2 separate regions of the Rattus norvegicus genome follow, and region 1 is linked to region 2. A link is a contact called in public Hi-C data. All regions are on one chromosome and are shown on one strand. Each heading gives the region's core, a stretch centred on a gene start, on an enhancer-like site or on the middle of the called end of the contact. The rest is flanking DNA. Distances are from core to core; before and after follow the strand shown.

Region 1 (6,918 bases), core at 4,071-6,570, 89 kb before region 2:
CGATGATCTTAGGTACCCCTGTGACAGTGTCAGTTGACCCCCAAAGGGATTGAGACCCACAGATTGAGAACCTCTGCTCTAGCATGCATAAGGGAGCTTAGAGAGACAGGAACATCAGGATTTCCTGGCCTTTGTAAGTTTCAGATCACCTCAGTGGCGCTCCTGAAGAGGGCCACAGTGTCCCCTCTACTGCCTCTACCTGATTGTCAGACTGGTTCCAAAACTTGCTTCTACTGCAGATGTGTGGGTGACTCTTCTTACCAGAAGAAAGTTGACATTTTGAGGTTTTGAATCTGACTCAGTGGCCTTTCAGACACTCTCCGCCAGCTGCTTGTGGCTCAGTCTGAACAGAATGTTTTGTGTGGTTTCAGTGAAGGCCACACCCATTTCCTCTTGCAGTGCCCATGATGGATTTTCACTTGAAGGAATAAACATTTGATAGGAAAGCAGATTTCCCCCCACACTTTTTTCTCCCTCCTTTTCTTTCTCTGCTTTCTATTCTTCTAATCCCAAACCTAACTAATGAAAGGGCAAATTGTTAGACTTTAATGTAAATGCATTACTTTTGGTAACTTCGAGAACAAAACTACCGAAGAGACATAAGTTGATGATACCTGAAGGTAGAAAACATGTGCAAAGCCACAGGGAGGTGTCCTCATTCCTGTACTTTAAGGTACAGCATTCACGTGACCCGTCAGTTTCAGAGCAGTAGAACAGTAGACCGTGTACATCATACCCATGGCCCACACTAGGGCCTGGAGAAGAGCAAGTTTATAGTTCATGTTTGTCAAGGGTACTCTTTCCACAGCATTCTCTCAGGGCCCGATCTAAAGATAGCTAAAGCATGTCTTGGATTTACTCTCCCCATCTCTTGGCTTGTTTCTGTTGGGCTGAGAGAGCCAGAGTTGCCAGGTCTCTCGCACTTATCAATTGTAAATAAAACCAGGTGAACCTGCATCTTGACTCATTTTAGAAAGGGAAACTCAACTGTATGTCGAGACATCTTCTTCATCATGTGCTCTGTGCTGCGGTGCGGTAGAGACCTAACCTCATCTTCTGATGTCTCTCACTGATTGTTTTCTGTCCCATCTCCAAGAACAGACCTGTTCCGACACTCTCACAGGTCACGGGCCTGTGGCACATGGAAGCCGCCCAGCCTTCTGTGGAACCCCTTTGATCAATTAAGTTACGAGACTGATCTGGGCATCTGCTTTGGGGTCTCCACTTGGGAGTTTGATTTTTCTTCTTTGAATGCAGTTCATCCTGAGTGGGCACTCTCAGCATTTCCGCTGTACGTAGGGGAAGAGAAACAGGTAACAGCAACCACGTGAGATGGTTCCCCCTTCACAGGATACAGGTTACGGGGTTCTCGCTTCTCAGTATGTTCAATAAAATTCTATATAGTGCTGAGAAAGAGACAGCATGTTCCTTAAAAGATCCACGGAGATTATGAGCAATCATTAAATCATTTAACCCTTTCATGGACGTATAAGGTAATGCTTTATGAATTTTGACTTCTTTCTGTGAGAATGAAGCTTTGGCTTTCTCTCTGGAATATGAAGTCTGTAAGTGCTGGGCTGGTGGTGGCAATGATTCTACCTTGTTCAGTTCTATACGTCCACCTCATTGATCAGTTTCTACGACATAATATGCACTCAAGGTAGCTTTGGGAACAAAGTCAGATTGTATTTGTTCTAATCTTACACATTACGCTGATCGATGAAGTAGAAACTGTCATCCCTTTATACGCTTGGAGTCTATCCTTGAGGTTTGATGTAGACTGTCTTCCAGGCTTGATTCACTTGGGATTGTGTGCAAAGCCCCACCCCCACTCTCCTCTACAAGGAAACCAAAGGGTCTGCTCTGACAGAAGAGCACTTGCCATGTGAAGCAGTGACCCAGCTGGAAAAGTTGAGGTCATGAAAATGAGAGACCAGGCCCATCCACGTGGGTTCTTCCCTGCTGATCCCACTGTCTGTGTGGGCCATCCATGGCTACCATGCAGGGATAAACTTTAGCCTCTTATAGACTGGGTTCTGACTATGGTTGCTCTGAATGCTGGGAAAATTCAAGGGAGGCTGGCATCAGTCCTTGCTAATGATCATACTGGGATAAATACATGGTAGTAGTCTTTGTTGCCTCTAAGAAAATCTAGACTGCTCAGATTACAGACGTTGGTTTGCTAATCTTTCTGTGTCTCAATGAGGCCACAATTTTATTAGCTCCATTTTCCAGATGGTGAGACCAAAGCAAACATATTAACTTAATTCGGGGAAAGCTAATCCTGACATTGCATTTTTCCTCTTACTCCCAAGGCCTGCCAACTTGTCTTTATTAACTGATGAGAAATGATGAGTTCTGTGGTTCTAGCATTCTTTTCTTTTTATTTCTTTTTTTGTTATTATTATTTTTATTTAATCTTTTTTTTACAGTCCCTTTGGTCTACCCTCTGACTGTTCTACATCTCATACCTTCTCCTTCCCCACCCCCCACCCACACCCCTGTCTCCACAAGGATGTCCCCACCCTACCCACCCCACAAGACCTCTAAACTTCCTGGGGCCTCCAGTCTCTTGAGGGTTAGGTGCATTTTCTCTGACTGAACCCATACCCAAGAGTCCTTTGCTGTATATGGGTTGGGGGCCTCATCTCAGCTGGTGTATGTTGCCTAGTTGGTGATTCAGAGTCTGAGAGATCTTGGAGGTCCAGGTTAGTTGAGACTGATGGTCCTCCAACAGGGTCATCATCCTCTTCAGCTTCCTCCAGCTTTTTCCGAATTCAACTAGAGGGGTCAGCAGCTTCTGTCCATTGGTTGGGTGCAAATATCTGCTTCTAACTTGGCTGCTTTTTGGGCCTTTCAGAGGGTAGTCATAATAGGTCCCTATTTGTAAACAAACCGTAGCCTCAGTAATAGCATCAGACCTTGGGGCCTCCCCTTGAGCTGGATCCCACTTTGGACCTGTCGCTGGACCTCCTTTTCCTCAGGCTCTTCTCCATTTTTGTCCTTGTAGTTCTTTCAAGACAGGAACAATTATGGGTCAGAGTTATTGACTGTGGGATGGAAACACTATCCCTCACTATCCTGTCTTTCTGCTGGAGGTGGGCTCTACAAGTTCCCTCTCCCCACTGTAGGGCATTTCATCTAAGGCCCCTCCCTTTGAGTCCTGAAAGTCTCTCACCTCCCAGGTCTCTGATACATTCTGGAGTCCCCCACTCTCCCTGGCCCCCCCACCCCTGATCATACCTCCCAAGATTGCCTGTTTCCATTCTTTCTGCTGGCCCTTAACATTATTTTCTTAGCAATATATATTCACTTGGGCAAGATGAGCAACAAAAAACACTTTTGCATTCAGGACCCATCCCTTTCTACTAAGAAATAGTGGGAATTTAGGGGGAAATGAGCTGGTAAAATTACAGAGCTTAAAAATGCATTTAATTTTAATACTTACTGACCTCTGCCCTGCGTACTGGGACAAAGTTTAAGTCCCCTGTGCCCTTAGTTTTGAGCTGCAAGTGTGGGATGCCTGAGTGGCAGGCTCTGAGGCTGATTATCTTAGCTCTTCTGTTTACTTTCCTTATATTGAGTTCCCATGTGACAAGCTCCCCACCATGCTGGGTTATTGTGAGGATTAAAGAATACTTAGAGCAGCTGCTGCCCACTGAGTCCCCAATAAATGATCTAGGATGATCACAACGACAAAGACTTCTCTTTTAACTGCAGGCCACAGGGATCCTTTCTTAAAAAGTTGTCTCATGTCATAAAATGGCAATCTCTATGTCTAATTGTTATCCCATTTACCAGATGTTATTCAAAAATGAAACTCTCCAGGCACTCCCAGAAAACAAGAGTGAGATTTAGGAGGAATGGCCAACAGAAAGCTATAGTAACCTGTCATTGAATTAATTAAAAAACCTTTAGTATGAGTTTGCCAGATGCAAACCATTGTTGGGAGACATATGCTATGTACCGGGGCATATACACACGTAAACAACATACACGCGCAAACAACATTATTTTCTGACCTCAAAACACATACCTATTTCTAGTTTAGCTAGGAGGCTTTGCTGGGTCCTCAGACAGAGTTAGTTTTCTTTTAGAACACTTCTGGCATTAATCCCACTCAAACATGTGTGTACATGTATGTATAGGTGTATGTTTGCATGGGTGTGTACACAGGTCTGTGGAGGCTGGAAGATACTGTCTGCCTATCTTCAGAAATGCTGTCTACTTCCTTTGTAACAAGGTTGCTCACTAGCCTAGAACTTGCCAATTTGTCTGTCTGTCTGGCTAGACAGCACAGAGACCTATCCCCCTGCCTTCTCCTCCCAGAGACGGAATCACAAGCATGTGCCACCATGCTTGGTGTTTTCACTTGGGCTTAGGGAATTGGACCCAGGTCCTCATACCAACATGGCCATTCCTCATCAACAATACCTTCCCTCCAGCCTGTATATTGTACAAGCAATTATGAGCCTGGGAGCCCAGGGTCGGTTCTTTCTCATCTGTAGCTTTACCAGCTTCACTACTAGTAGAAGCTACCTAACTAGCTTTACTAGCTAAGACAGAGCCTACCTCCATCGTGTATTTTCCATTCTCCATGGTATTGGTACCCTTAGCCATAGATCTCATATTTTGGATTCACTCTTAAACTTGACTCCTTCATGAGCCCTGTCCTTTGTGATCTTCCTATGGTTAGTTTTGCCTCTTTCACAACACTGAACACATTGATCATCACAAGCGAGCTGAGAGAAAATGGGGGGCTTTCTTCTTTAACATGGGGCATCTTGAGGAAGTCTAAAAGGCAAAGCTCAGTCTTCCTATGCTTTCAAAATCTAGAAGTGGTCTCTCTCCTCTCCAAAAGATCCCCCTGCCTATTAACACTACTTCCACTGAGAAGAATGATCCAGAACAAAGTTAAATTGGGGTCTAGAGGAAAGATTGGCCATAATTTTGATCAAAGAATTTTTGATCAACTACACTTACTTTGCCTTTTCTTTCCTCAAAGTTCCAGGGCCAGTCATTTCCTCAGGGTGGCAGATCTGCCCAGCTCATATCTCAGTGGAGTTTTGTAGCCTCGGACGTTGTCCAGGAACTTTAAGATTTTCTGAAAGTGACCATACAGTACGTGCCATCAAAGTGTCTGAGCCAGTGCATTCTCCTGAAGATGTTTGTGGACACCCAACCAGTTGCCAACCACCTGTCTGTCAGTCCGAATCGCTGTCCTTCTCCTAGACCACAGAACAGATCGTTCTGATGCCAGACACATGCCATCCACCAAGACGTCACTGCATACCTTACTGCACAGTCAGACACACATACTCACCATGGGCCCTGAGGCCTCCTGCAGAGATACAGCTCATCTCTCTCCCCTGCTGTGGTTATGCTTAACCAGGTCCTTCATGTATAATTACTTTTGAAGCACAGCTTTAAACTTCTCCCAAAACCACAGAGTCAGGGTAGAAGGTAGGGCTGCCAACATTTAAGAGTCAGGATGTCTGCCCTCTCCTTGCCTTGGGGCCATTTTCTTTGTTTGTGGGACGCTGTAACGGAAAGGTGAACAGACCTCTTTCTGCTCTGGTCTGATGGCTTCTCTGGGATATAACCCAAAAATCCCAGCATTCACTGTGGCGCCAAGACTCCATGACAGAGGCTCCTCACAGAGGCTGTGGGATAAGCTGCGATTGGTTTTGGATTTGGCTGGACCAGCAGGATTCTTGGGGAGTCTGTCATTGTCACTGGCAGCATGCTTTGCTTAAGAACTAAGCAAAAATAATGACAGCCCTTGAAGTTCTGGGTTTTCCTCTCCAGCTTCTTCAAGTCAGTGGCGCTTTGGATTAGATGATATATGTTAGAGGCAAACATATTCATTCTCTTTAAAAATTTTATTCATTTGTTTTTATGTGTATCAGTGTTTTGCCTGCATGTATGTTTGTTTACCACGTGTATGCTTGGTGCCCACAGAAGACAGAAGAGGGTGTTGGATCCCCAGAAGCTGGAATTATGGATGGTTTCTGACCTGTCACGTGGATGCTGGGAATTAACCCGAGTACTTTTGGAAGAGCTGAGAGTGTTCTGATCTGCGAAGCCCTCTTTCCAACCCCATGGTCCGGACACTTAAATGACCCATTTTGCTTCTAAATTCTCCTCCAGGGTTAGGGGGCTCAGCTCACAAAATCCAGCACATGTACAGTTACTCTTCCCACTGATCACAGAGAGGGTGGAAACAGTTGATTTCTTTGACATTTAGTGATCTCCAAAATCTGGCTCTGATTTACCATTTCCACATACTATTTCCTTCTTTGAACTCTTGCCTTAATCAAAATAACTCTTTTCTTTCCATACAATTTCCCAGCATTGTAACCTTTCTAATAGTGTGCTCCCACACTCTTCTTTCAGACGTGTCCGTCTCACGAAGACTTGGTTGTTCTGTCTGGCTTTTCTTTTCTTATTTTGTGACTGTTTTTGATTGTTCTGATAGCTTCAGCTGGCACCGCTACTGTGTCTGTCTGTCTGCATTCACACATCTCTCCTGAACTTTAACTTCTCTGCAACTTCAGACCTCAGCATCCCCTTCGGTATTTTGAGTGCATCAATGGCCCCTCAAACTGAATGACAAAGCTGAACTGACTTTTGTCCTGGAGTCTCATCTCCTGGCAGCGCACATGAATGAGTCCTAAGCAGAACCTGGGATTCACCATGCTATTAATTTCTCCCTTCGCCTTAATTAATTAATTAATTTCGCCTTTTTATCTCAGGAGCCTTCACTCCAGTTGTTTGGGACCCACATGAAGACATGTTACATATGTGTGAAGAGGCCTACATCCAGCCCTTGTATGCTCTTTGGTTGGTGGTTCAGTTTCTGAGAGCCCTAAGGAGCCAGGTTGGTCTTCCTGTCGAGTTCCTATGCCCTTAGGGGCT
Region 2 (7,137 bases), core at 1,418-3,917:
CCTCTTGCCTTTACTTTTTAAATTCTGGGATTATTATAGGCATCTGCCACCACATCTGGCTAAATTTTTGTTGTTGTTCATCTGTTTATACAGACTCTTGCTATATAGCCTAGGCTGGCCTTGGACTCTGGGTCTTCCTACCTTAGCCTCCTAAGGGTTGGGGTTACAGGTGTGCACCACCATACCTAGCTATCAATGTACCTTACTAATTCATAATCAGACCCTGTTATAGAACAGGTTGTGGTAATGAACTACCACAGGTTAGGTGGTTTAAAAACAGACTGGCATGTTTTACAGTTCTAGAGTTTCCTGATTCAAGACCATGGCGCCAGCAGATTCATTCTTGATGGAGCCTTGCTACTTGGCATGGAGACAGGCACTTTCTAGCTAAATCTTCACATGACACACAGAGCGGTCACCTGACCTCCTCTTCTATCGTAGGGGGCATCTAAAAATGACACCTCAGAGGGCTGCCCCTGAATACTACCAAATTGGGCCAGTAAAATTTCAATATGCAAAATTCGAGAACATAAACATTAAATCCAAGGTCAGTCACTTGGTTGCCTTTTCTGGTGGCCTCTCCGTTATAGCAGGACTCTCTGTGCCTTGATCACTAGGTAAACAGGTTGTGTTTTAGGTCAGACTTAGCCTTGGCTCCACTTTAACCCACGCCTCCAAGAGTCTTCTGTACCCTATTCTTGTCCCTCTGTCAGGACAATGTTCAAGACTCCGTGTGTGTGAGGTGTCCTCTCTTGCAAACATTCCTGTCTGTACTTTCATGGACTGCCATGATCCTTGCATATCATAGTGACTCTTTGCCAGCTATAGGACATCTGTGACCCCTCTTGGCTTCTTGAAAATTACACTTTTCTCCTATTCATGGTCAATCTCCTGTCTTCCATACACCTGCCTTGGGTCTCTAATTTCCAATCTTAGGTCCTGATCTTGGCCTTCAGGAAGCCACCTGTCCCCAGAACTCACACATACCAATATTTCTGTAAATATTAGCACTTCTTAAATCCAGGCACATTCTTATTACTTTTGTTCTTACCACATAGCCAGAACTCCCAATCCTTAAGTGATTATTTTTTCCAAAGGGTAGAAGAAATTTGCCCCTAGGGCAATGAGGAGGGTTGGCCCAATGAATCATGGTGGCAGCATGTGGGCCGACCAGGGGAGCTTGTGCTCAGAGATCAAATATTTGAAATGAGCAGCCAGCATGCCCTAAACTGTCCCTGCATTTGCTAATAAAAGACATTCATCTGGTTAATGTGCTTTTCTCGGTCTGCAAACCATTTAGCTTCTTGTTTATTATTTACCTCACAAATTAAAATACATAAAATTGGTCACTTGGGCTCTTTATTGGCCAGGTTGCAAGGTTATTAAGTGAATTAAATATTATTGTGCTCACCAGTCAAAAGACATAAAATGAAATTTAGTTTTCAGCAGGCCATTTGTTACCCCAGCGCTAATATCTAAACAGCCTAAATTGAAAATGATTTTACACAATTGGCTAATTAATATGTTTATTTTTTCCTTTTATTTTATTTTATTTTATTTTTTTTTGGAAAAGAACAGTGTACAGCAATGATTTGCGGCTCTCTGCCTAAGTTGACCCCCTTGTCACCCTTGTGCCTCCCCTACATCTTGGGCTCACTGTCCGTCTTCCCACCATGGAGGCTTCTTTCTCTGTCCACTCAGCTTGTCAAATTCCAGGAGAGGGTACATGATCTGGCCCTCCTATTTTGGCTCATAACCCATCACTAGTAGAAATTTCTCTTCTTTTTCCTCTTCTATCAGAGAGCGAGTGGTTTCTTGCTCTTTAGGATTCCCCCCTACCATAAGCCACCTTACTCTTCTCCCAGATACTGGTTCTTGATGTTGTTTGTTTGTTTGTTTTACAGGGGGTGAACTGGGAGCCATGGAAAGGACATGAGTTCTCCATTCCTTACGTGGAGCTAAAAATCCGCCCCTTTGGTTACAGCAGAGACCGTTTCTCTGGCAGGAAGAAGCGGTCCATAGGAGGGAAGGCAAGAGTGTTCTAAAGGCCATCTGAGCTGTCTTCACAGGAGACAAGAGAGGCTTGGGGCGGACAGGGTGGGTGGTGGTGACGGGGGAGCTGAAGTTTGAGGGATGCTCAGAGCCTCTAATTTCTTAGATTGTTGGGTACACAGTGCTAATGATGTCATCATGCTTAGACCGTTAGAGGTTCCTTCCATGTCATCTGCATGTTTGCCCGTCTCTACTGAGGGCCCCGAAAGCCAACAATGTTGTAACTGAACAATACATATGGATAGGACACCGTGTTGGAAACACGAGGTTTTTCAACCCATCCTTACTTAATGACAAATGCATCGATCCAGTACATCGATAACAATATCAATTGGAAGTCTTTAGCAATTGGTGGAGATCTCTGTATGCGACTGATGATATAGATTTTTTAAAGAAAAAAAAAAACAGAGTGAGGTTCTGATCCCCCGGGGGTCAGAGCTGAGGCAAGCTGAGGCTTGTTGTCTCCTGGTTCTCCTGGTTTTGAGGGGAAAGAATAAATCTTACTCCTTTTAAACTTCCTGTGTTTAAAGAACGAACGAAGAGACCACAAAGGGGCCACGATGCAGTCATAGTTAAGTTCTGACTAGTCTCTAGCATTCTGGAGACCAAAGCTCCCGTCTTATTGCTATTTTTAACTGCCCCTTTTCTAGACATTTGCATAATCTCTTCCATAGATCTGCATATGTTGTAAATAAATTTGCAGTCATTTCAACTTTAAATAGCCAATCTCTCTAAATAACTGGTACCCTCAGCTTTCCCTGACTCACCTCCACGCCCCCCCCACTTCAGTCAGTCCCCAGCCTCCCTTCCCTGCTCTCCACACTGGAAGCTTCCTCATATCACCCTTCTTTCGTGTTTGGTATCATTTTGGAAGGTTTTCTGTAGCCAAGTCAGTGACCATTGAAGTAACTTAAATTCCTACTCAAGAAAACAAAAATAAAACATTTGATTTTAAAAAAAGATGTCTTGTGTTATTTTCTCCCCTAGAATTTTAAACTATGTACAACTGAAGTGATAATTTGAACGTTACCCTGGAATTTGGTTGGCTGTGGTCTCTTACCTGTGTGACAGTAGACATGGAAACCAGTGTTATTTGGAATGCAGTAGAAGTGTGGGAGTGGGAAGGAGGGCAAGTGTTCTAGAAGCTGCACTTTCCCGTCTTGTCTAGGGTGTGTGTGTTGCTTAGCTTTCTCAGGCTTCACCTCTGGGTCCATGCCAAGTCATACACCAGAAACCACTTGTGTTAACCATTCAGGTTTTCAGGATCCCCACCCGTACCCAGGCAAACACATTCAGCAAGGCCACAGCAATGGCCAGATCTGATGATGAAGCTCGCTCGGCATTGGGGCTAATCATTTAAAAAAAAAAAAAGTGCATACGCATTGTCATTGACTCAAGAATCTAGGAAGTGGTGGCCTACTGGAGAAACAAAAGGACATGTCACAACAGTCCTGGTGCTAACAGAGCTTGTACGCTGTCCTTTATTCATCCGCTTGTTTATTCAACATTTACTGCTTAAATCTCATCATGTACTGGGTTCTGTTCTAAGTGCCAAACCTATCCAAATAAACAGATTCATACCTTGTTCTACCTATGCTAGGCAAAGGCTGACAATAAACAGAATATGCTTCTAGCCTAGGAGTGGAGGTGGTCAGTAAATAGTGAATCAGCTCTATAGTTGGAGACTGATGAGCGACAAGTTTGTAACTTTAAGAAGTGATTGCTGCTGAGAGGAGCTGCTGAGGTGGCGACGGCAGCAGAGATGGGTACTGTAAAGACTTTCCTGAAGGGGAGAGATTCTCAGAGACAGATTCTCTCAGTCTTAAGGCACTTTTTTGGGGGGGGCATAAGCCCTAGGTAACTTCCTCCTCGGTCTTGGCCCCTTCTGTAGCACCTTCTAGCTCCATATCTTCTCCTCAGATTCTTTCTTCCCTGTTCTATACTTCTTTGCACAAATGGACCTCATCTCTGCAGATAAGAGTCCTTGGGATCATCGTGATCAGGTCAAATCTATTAGCAGGAAACTGCTTACCGGACAAAGGATTCAATCCCAGCACTAGCCCAGAGCCAGAGAGATTGCCTACAGTAGCAACACCCTCAGCTTTCAGCAGGCTTCCTAAGTGCGCTTGTTAAGACATTGTCTTGGTCAGTGTTCTATTGCTGTGAAGAGACACCATAACCACGCTTAGAAAGGAAAGCATGTGATTGGGGCTGGCTTACCGTTTCACAGGCGCAGTCCATTGTCATCACAGCAGAAAGCATGGGAGGCACACAGGCAGACATGGTTCTGGGGGGGGGGGGCGGGTAGCAGAGTTCCACATCCAGATCCACAGGCAGCAGGGAGAGAGAGATCCTGGGCCTAGCTTGGGCTTTTGAAACCTTAAACACCCCCCGGCCCCGGACACACTTCCTCCAATAAGGCTATGCCTACTTCCACAAAGACACACCTAATCCTTTCCAAGTAGTGCTACTCCCCGATGATCAAACCTATGGGGGCCATTCTTAGTCAAACCATCACAGACCAGGTTGGTGGGCTCCCTCTTCAGATGTTATGATCCATTAAAACTGCTCCTAGGATTGCTAACCTCTCTGTGTCTGTGTAGTTCTATAGCCAAGTTCTATAGCCAAGTTCTATCGCCATAGCCTTTGTTCCGGAGGACGGTTTGATGGCATCAGATGACACCATGCCCATCATTGACCCCACGGTTTGGCCACTGAACTGAACTGTGTGGGAGACTGAAGCTGTTTTAGCATCCTTTTGCATGTAGGTCCTTTGTTGCCATGGAGAAATATTCAGCTGACCTTCAAATAGTTTACTGTGAGCAGAAAAGGGAATCTAAGAAGTTCATTTCACAGTGTTTATAGAGCGGGCAACATCCAAGCCCCCAACCTTCCTGCATGCTGTCCTTTGCTTTAACATGGCCTGCCCAGCAGTCTTTTCCAGTCATGGAAAATGGGCCTATGAAATGGGTTTTGGGGGCGATCTCCTTTTCAGAGAGGTTCAAACACTTTTTCTTAGAGCCAGGTTATGGATCCTCAAAGATCTGAAGCTCAAAGGAAGTCATTCCATGCTTCAGGATGACCCAAAGTGAAAAGAGACTTAAGAAGTTGGGATGCACTAGAAGCCAGGAGCAGAGCACCCAAGTGTTATCTCTTCTGTGCATGCACAAGGTAAAGTCGAGCAAGCAAACTGCTACCCCTGGTCAACTCTTAGAACTATTGAAGACAGGAAACAAATCAGATGGTAGTGGCTTAAAGAAAAAGTGAGTCACTAAAGTCACTAAGTGTGTGTGCATATGTGTGCACGCGTGTGTGCCTGTGTCTAATTCCACTAAAAAGGTTTTAGGGGGCTATAGTGATGGTATCAGATCTAGAAAGACAGACGGAATCAGTGAGGGAAGCAGCTAGACACTTGGGAGAGTCAGGCTGCACATGAATGACACGGGGGCGGCAAAGTGGCTTCTCTGGCTGAGGACCCAGGGAGCCAGCGGGAAGGACAGGCAGGGGTCATTGCTGCAATGGCTGTCAGTTCACACTACCATTCAGAGCCAGCATGAGCTTTGATGTGTGTCTTTCTGCTCTTTGCCCCTCCAGAGATCCCACTCCACTGGGTCTCGGGTGAGTTCTACGCACCTGAGCCTTTCAAAGTTCCCCAGGGGCCTCTAACATCAATCCAGGGGTGAAAGCCACTGTTCCCACATAAGCTTTTGAACGGTGGAGAGCTCTCAGAGGTTTTGAAACCTTGAAGTGGGATGACAGGCTTGTATTTTGGAAATGTTAGTTTGGGGACAGGTTGGAGAGGGCAGCATAGTGGCGTTTTGAAAACCACATAGAAAATTGTGTGTGCGCATGTGCATGCACAACATGTGTGGACATGCATGTGTATAGGACACGGGTTTACCCTGCGTCTCCCTTGGCTACCTTCTACTTCATTTCCTGAGACAGGCTCTCATCCTGAGCCCAGAACTCACCGATGTGGCCCGTCTAGCCAGCCAGTTTGCTCTGCCTCCAGAGTATAAGGATTTACTTCAGGTGGGCTGCCACGGCCACCAACATTTACCTCAAGTCCTCACACCTGAGTAGCAATCGCTTTATCCACAGAGCTATCTCCCGGTCCTTGTGTTATCTTTGATTGACATATATCTGTGGGGTAAAGCGTGACATTTCAATATGCATGTACAATGTGAAGTGGTCAGTGCACGTGACTGGCATCGCCATCACTTCAGACATTTATCATACCTTAGTGTTGAGGACATGCACAGATCTCTCTCCTAGTTACTTTGGAATACACGGTTAATCCTTGTCAGCCATAGTTACCCCACTGTGGTTCAGAAAGCCAGAAGTCATTCGTTCCATCTACACCCCTTACCCATCCACAAGGGGTGTGGTATAGGGAAAGGCGGAGGCTCGCAGACAAGCTCACAGCTGCTGTAATAGTTCTCCAAGAGGCGCTGATTTTCTTGATCTGTGTCAGGAAGAGATCTGTAGAATCAGCAGGATTTAAGGAGGACTGGCTTCAAAGGCCAGTCCGTGAACCCCAGAGCTTGAAGATATTTACGGCTGCTTCCTCTGGAAATGGGTTGGCATTTATGTTTGTTGAGTTTGAGTGTTTTGTTTCATAACTTACAATTATTGGGGATTCAAGGATTACAGAAGCTAGAATATACTGCAGGGGAGTGTAGGGGGGGAGAAACAGAAGAAAACAAAGAGAGGGGCAGAGACAGACAGACACAGACAGACAGACAGACAGACACACACACACACACACACCACAGAGATTTTCAAAGAATTGTGATCAAGGGAGAAAAAGAGAACTAGGTGTGGGCTGTGTAAAGTGAGAGCGTGCAGACAAGGAGGCACCCAAAGAACTAAAAGAAAAGCTTCTGGTGAAACTTAGTTACTAGAAAAGGTTCCCTCATTAAAACAAGACAAAACAAAACAAAGCAAAACAAAACCAAAAACCTTGCAAATCCTCACTAGTTTAGACCTTCCACCAGGGTCAAGGAGAGCTCAACAGAGTGGATGGGAGGCAGTCAGCCAGGTTGGAGTTTGCAGCATGGGGCAAGAGGCCTGCTATACCCACTC

The links. Hi-C and Micro-C count contacts between places; a contact is called where the count stands out from the background.
Region 1: a Hi-C map of the A7r5 cell line shows a contact between it and region 2, with 5 times the contacts expected there. The contact joins two enhancer-like sites. A contact is called at or near these places in 6 of 12 Hi-C or Micro-C datasets (the A7r5 cell line, the Rat2 cell line, Schwann cells and 3 more).

The regions. Positions count from the first base shown.
Region 1 is chr13:74,940,178-74,947,095 of GRCr8, reverse strand. No RefSeq gene overlaps it. Among named protein-coding and RNA genes, the nearest start is that of Mrps14, 19 kb to the left of the region's middle. Within about 2 kb of position 5,320, at least 9 of the 93 cell types and tissues checked have an H3K27ac peak or open chromatin away from gene starts, as enhancers often do. A contact at or near this core is called in the A7r5 cell line, where this site is marked.
Region 2 is chr13:74,848,456-74,855,592 of GRCr8, reverse strand. It overlaps Tnn (tenascin N), which reads left to right. Exons shown (of 22, transcript NM_001107189.2): 22 at 1,905-3,007. The coding sequence ends at 2,045. Among named protein-coding and RNA genes, the nearest start is that of Kiaa0040, 44 kb to the right of the region's middle. Within about 2 kb of position 2,667, at least 3 of the 93 cell types and tissues checked have an H3K27ac peak or open chromatin away from gene starts, as enhancers often do. A contact at or near this core is called in the A7r5 cell line, where this site is marked.